2 separate regions of the Mus musculus genome follow, and region 1 is linked to region 2. A link is a contact called in public Hi-C data. All regions are on one chromosome and are shown on one strand. The core of a region is the stretch at or near the end of the contact, and the rest is flanking DNA. Distances in the headings are between cores, read along the strand shown. Region 1 holds the start of Septin2 (septin 2). Region 2 holds the start of Ncl (nucleolin).

What was found. Hi-C and Micro-C count contacts between places; a contact is called where the count stands out from the background.
Region 1: a contact with region 2 is called in a Hi-C map of B cells, with 6 read pairs. The contact joins the promoter of Septin2 here to the promoter of Ncl in region 2. A contact is called at or near these places in 1 of 39 promoter capture datasets (maxillary cranial neural crest) and 2 of 484 Hi-C or Micro-C datasets (B cells and CD4 T cells).

Annotation. Positions count from the first base shown.
Region 1 is chr1:93,477,629-93,480,426 of GRCm38.p6, reverse strand. Septin2 (septin 2) reads right to left here and starts at 1,434. Exons shown (of 13, transcript NM_010891.2): 1 at 1,359-1,434. It also overlaps a transcript of Hdlbp not described here.
Region 2 is chr1:86,357,904-86,360,817 of GRCm38.p6, reverse strand. It overlaps Ncl (nucleolin), which reads left to right and starts at 1,363. Exons shown (of 14, transcript NM_010880.3): 1 at 1,363-1,612; 2 at 2,595-2,711. The coding sequence starts at 1,595. C130036L24Rik (RIKEN cDNA C130036L24 gene) reads right to left here and starts at 1,234. Exons shown (of 2, transcript NR_015507.3): 1 at 811-1,234.

The DNA of each region.
Region 1 (2,798 bases), core at 185-2,684, 7.1 Mb before region 2:
TCCCCAAAATTAGATATAGCAGCACACACTGACAGTTTGAATGCTGGGTATTGCAAAGAATTCCTGAATGGCAACTACCAGAAAAGCCATTGAAAATAAGGAGTCTCAAATTAGAAGCATCATGAAGAAACAGCCTTTATGACCTCTTCAAAACTCCTGTTTTTCCTTATGTTAACAAGACGGATTTTAAAAATGTATCTAAGATACTAAAACAATTTTCACTACTAAGGAAAAAAAAAAAAAAACAAAAAACCTAAGTTTTTTTTCTAGACAGGGTTTCTCTGTATAGCCCTGGCTGTCCTGGAACTCACTTTGTAGACCAGTCTGGCCTCGAACTCAGAAATCCATCTGCCTCTGCCTCCCAAGTGCTGGGATTAAAGGCGTGCGCCACCACGCCCGGTTGAAAACCTAAAACTTAAATCCCTTGATAGACAGTAGGGACCCCAATATTTGACGCCAGAGAAACACTTAAACCGTCTAAAGGATATCGAATCCAGTGAGAGTCCTAACTAATAACAAGCAGCGAACAGGAACTACACAACAGATAAACATTAGACAGAGAATGTTCGAGATTAACTGCGCTCCAGACACGAGGAGTAAACTGGGTTAAAACCAGCCATAGAGACCACAACGGTCTGAACTAGAAGTTCTATGTGTTGAAAGTCTGGAAACGTAGTACAGGACAAGGCAAGGCGCCACTAACAAATGAGGCCGGAAGATACAAAAGGGCCAGGCGTGGTCTGGGCCTGCGGTCCGCTTCAGAGTTAGACTTCATGGCTTCTCAGTCAAAGGCCTCCACTCCATGCTCCCTTTCCCGTGTCACTTACAGGGCTGCAGCCCTTTGTCTAGCGTCGCACTACCTCGGGGAAGGCCACAGCAGACAAACCACTCCATAACGCTCCTGTCACTGCCTTAAATTGGGGAACTTCATTAACATCCCAGGGTGACTAGTCCTTTTCATCCCTAGGACGAAATGGCACCGTTACGTGGGAAGATGGCCCCGCAAGTGCTTCGTAGATGTGAACCTAACGCCCGACTCTCCACCACATAGTATTTGGACTGTGCGCCATAACTTCACTGGGCCCAGCCACGCCCGCCCCAATGCCCTGGACCTGGCCAGCAGGATCACCCAGATGGGGGCCGCCCGTCCAGTTGTCCTCGAAGGGACGACGCCAGCCAGGCATCCATCGCTGGAGCCCCGGACTAAGGGTGCGGCCGCCCCTCCCCCACGCGCTCACTTCCGTACCCGTTATCACCGCCTAGGCGGCCCGGGCGAGGGCAGAACTCTAGCCCTTTCTCAGGACAGCCAGCTCAACTCGAGCCCGCGCGACAGTGGGTACACATTGCCACACACTTACCCGCTCACACGCCGGAGAACGCTCGTCAGGCGAGAGCACGGACCTGCCCCGCCCAGTAGAGCGCGCGCGAACAGATGGCGTCATCGCGCCGTCCCGCCCCTTGCCAACTCCTTCCTGGGCCCCGAGTAGTCCCCTCCTCCGCGGTTGCATGCAGAGCGCAAGCGTGGACGCGATCCTGCCGTCCGCCTCTGCGCAGGCGCTGTGCCCCTCCCACGGCGGTTGGCCATATAGAGGCTGGGGGCGGGGGGAGGTCAAGCGTAGCCTCTTCTCCTTTACCAAGATGGCGTCTTGTTCCTGTTTCGCCACAGTTCCTACCTTATGAGCTTGGATTCCTCACGCTAATAAAAGAGGAGCAGGTAACGAGATTCTCCGCTTTATGGGAAACTAGAGTTGTGGGAAGGATATTTACTAAGGAGGAATAAGGTGTCCATTGAGAGCGAGAGACGACCGGGGGCGGGCAGGTGGCAGCGTGAGTGCGGAGCAGTGAAGGGGAGGGAGCCCTTTGCCTCTATCCTTTCCTCCTGGAAGATGGCGGCAGCACCGAGCTAGGAACACCGAGCCGGGATAGGCGGGCGCTTGTGACTTGCCGGCGGGCATCTCTAGCCGCCTCTGCGGCCGTCTCTATGGCGGGCTGTCGTCCCGGGATTGGCTACGTGCTGGTCACGTGGGTCTCCCCCCCCCCATGCACACCATAGAGTGGTGCCTGTCCCTGGGGACGTGGCCTTCCTGTGTGGTCGTGAGCCCATGCCCCGCGGGGGAGGGCGGAGCCGGCACGGCCCCCTACCCTCTTTCAGACTGGGGCGGGCGGAGAGATCTGCGGCATGCCCTGCTCTCTGCGACCGGCTTGAAGCTGGCTGGGAAGGTGCAGTACTGGGCTGCGGCCTGGCTCGGGTTGTCCTTCCCTTCAATCGCAGGAGGTCCCCTGGCTGGTCAGCGATCGTAAACTCCTACCTTAGGCCTTTCACCAAGGCCTTTCTATAGGAAAACACCCTAGAGTACCTCCCCAGAGAAGAAACAGCAATCGCGCAACCCTAGTGGGTGATATGCACAGTGTCGGTATTCCGAACTGTTCTGACACATGCCTTGTTGTGAGGGAGTGGTTTTTTTGTGCGTTATTACTTTGAGTAAAGTATCCCAGTGCTCGAGGCTACACTGCATATCCTGTCTGAATTAGAAGATTGGAGGGTCGACTGGGCATGTGTTTGCATACGATATAACTGAACCAAAGGAGACTGTCTTGGGTTTTATTATCTTTACAGACAAGGATAAAGCATGGGGAAAATTGGAGGGTTATAATCTTCACTTACAACTTGGCTCGCCCTTCAGCTTTGGGTTTTGCTAGTCACCTTAAGCTCTCAAACAATGACTTCACATATTTGTTGGTGTCCATTTAAAGAGCCACTTTCTTAGTAACTTTCTGAAGCCCAGTTAAACCAGTCA
Region 2 (2,914 bases), core at 114-2,613:
CGAATGCCTTTAGCTTGCTCTGCTTGGAAATATCTAGAGTCTTCCTCACACCACCCTTCCTACCTCTCTACCCAAGAGTCTCCCTTGGTTCCATAATATACAGTACAAGGTGTGACCGGTCTCGCTATAAAGACAATGCCCCCACACCACAACTCGGGTTCGCCATCTCCTGCCCTGACAAGAGCGCACTGGTGTGTAGCTGTGGCTGCCCTCCACCGCGTTGGGAAGGCCGTAGTAAGTAAGCATCACACAGTGACTATTTCTACTTATCTCCAAAGGCCCGAGTTCAGATAAAAAAACTTGGGGACTCAACACATCCCACTCGCATTAAAATCTCCCGAGGTTGAAGTCAGGTATGATGGCATATGACTTTAATCACAGCACTAGGGAGGCAGGGGGATCTCTGAGTTCAAGGCCAGCCTGGACTACAGCGTGAGTCCCAGGGCAGCCAGGAATACACAGAGAAAACCTGTCTCATAAAATAACATCTCCTAGGTCGGGCCAGGCGTGCCGATACAGGTCGAGGCTAACATGGTCTACATGTGTGCTCTAGGACAGTAAAGAATAAAGTCCTATCTCAACTCCGGACGAAAACTCCACAGGTCATTTCTAGTGGATGTTGTTAGCTGATGAAGGGCGCCTGTGTGCTATGCTTGGAACCAGTTGGTTGCAATCCATTTAAAGCAACGCCAGACAACTCTCTCGTTCCCCCCGCCATGGAGGGAACCTGTGAGCGTGGTCACAGGCGGGCCGAGTACTTCTCCCCACCACACCAGGAAGTCACCTCTCTGAACCTGGAGTTATACCTACCGCGAGAGGTCACCGACATTACATGGATCGCTTGTGCACTGCTCGTACACACACACACGCACAACTGCTTTTATTAGGAGCTCTCAGGAAAGCGGGGACTCGCATCATAGCCAAGAAGCCGTTCGCGACTCCGCGGAGAACAGGCCGAGGCCCGCTCATCAGCCCGAGGGAACCCTAGGCCTTCCGGCGTTCTTCAGCAGGACCACGCGGCGCGGGGGAAAGCACCGAGAAACGCCCAGACCACCTGAGCATCGCCGCCCATGCTGCCTCGGAACACCTGAGGGAATCCGGGCCACGCCGCCACCTACCCGCGCCTCACACACAAGCCGCGCCAAACTCGCCCGTCCCACTGCGCAGGCGTGGGGAGAGCCCGGCGCTCAGGAGCATTCAAAGGACCCGCACACTGACCAGTCAACGTCCGCCTGGGCCCAAACGAGTCCCGCCCTCAGGAGCAGACGTCAGGCCCCGCCCCTAAGAGCCCCGCCCTCGTCAAGCCTTAGGCCCGCCTCACGCTGCCCCGCGTTAAGGCTCGCGGTTGGCTCCGGGGACGGACGCGAGCTCTGGTTGGTGGAGCCGAAGTCACGAGGACCCCCTTCGTCGCCTTTCCAGAGGCGATTACTGGGCAGGCTCAGTCTTTTGCCTCAGACGCTAGCTGTAGCTGGCAGGCGGTTGTACGTGCTCCAGAGTCGTCGGTACCCGCTACTGCAGTCGCTTTCGTGTGGCTTCCGCTGAGCTCTTCCGAGCTGCTCGCTCTCCACACGCGCCGCCGCCGTAATCCGCCACCATGGTGAAGCTCGCAAAGGTAAGAGGCCTTGGCGCGCCGACGCGGACGACTAGGCCCCTGCTTTCGGAGGGACGCGCGCGCGCCCGCCCGTCCGTCGCGGAGGGGAGGAGGGCTTGCGCGCAATCCCGGGCGCGTTCGAGGGCGCCATGCTGGGGGGGAAAGTCTCGCGCGACTAGCGGGAGGTCTCGCGGTGCTTGCCCTCTGACTTAGGGGGATGAGAAGAGCGGAGGCAGGTTTCCGGGAGGGCGATATCGAGGGTTCGGATGTAGCGGGCGGGAGGGGACGGTGTGAGGAGAGATCGGAGGAGCTGAGAGCGGATAGGGGCACGGCGTGGGAAGAGAGGGCCAACCTTAGGCGGCGAGCGGTCCCGGGGCCCCGCCTCCCCGCGCACGTGCTCTGGTGCGCGGCCCGCCACGTGCTCTGCGGAGCCCCGCACGTGTCGCGCGACCCGGGGCAGTGGGGGAGTGTCTGTAGTACCCCGGAAAGGGGGACGGCAGCGTGGGGATGGATGGGTGGCCCGGCGATCTGCTGTCTCTGCCGGTGACCGGGATGGACACGTGGTGGACCCCTGAGGTGGCGGCGTGGTGACTCCACGTGGTGGGGCTGGAAGCGAGAGAAAGTGGGAAGCAGTTGGGTTACGTGGTGCTGCTTTAAGAGGTGATTTCGAGATACCCCCTTCCCCAGCAAATAACTTAAAGGGATCCCTTTAACTGGGTTTTTTTTTTTTTTTTTTTTTTTTTTTTGTGGAAGATGCCAGAAAATAGATGGCCACGACTAGGAGACTTTATAACCTGTGGCTGTTTCTTGGTGTAGAGTTCTGTCTGCTCAGTTATCTGTGAGAAGGAAAAAAAAATTATGCGCGGTTCGCAGAAAAAACTGCCAGGAGAATGCCATGCCTGGCCAAGAAGAAGTCTTTATGCTTGTGTCCTTTAGTAAGAAAAAGGTGGTGGCCAAAGGCAAAGTGACTGAAAATGCGTGCAATTTTTGTGTGCGTTTGTAGGCTGGCAAAACCCACGGTGAGGCCAAGAAAATGGCTCCTCCTCCAAAGGAGGTGGAAGAGGATAGTGAAGATGAAGAAATGTCAGAAGATGAAGATGACAGCAGTGGAGAAGAGGAGGTAAGAAGCTATTTGCAGCAATAAACCGGTGGAATTGAATGTCTGGAAGTCTTAGAAATACAGGATATGTAGTAAATGGTTGAATGGCAAGCCCCTTCCTCCCTCCCTCCCTCCCTCCCTCCCTCCCTCCCTCCCTCCCTTCCTTCCTTCCTTCCTTCCTTCCTTCCTTCCTTCTGCAAGACAGTCGGCAAAACAGGGGACAG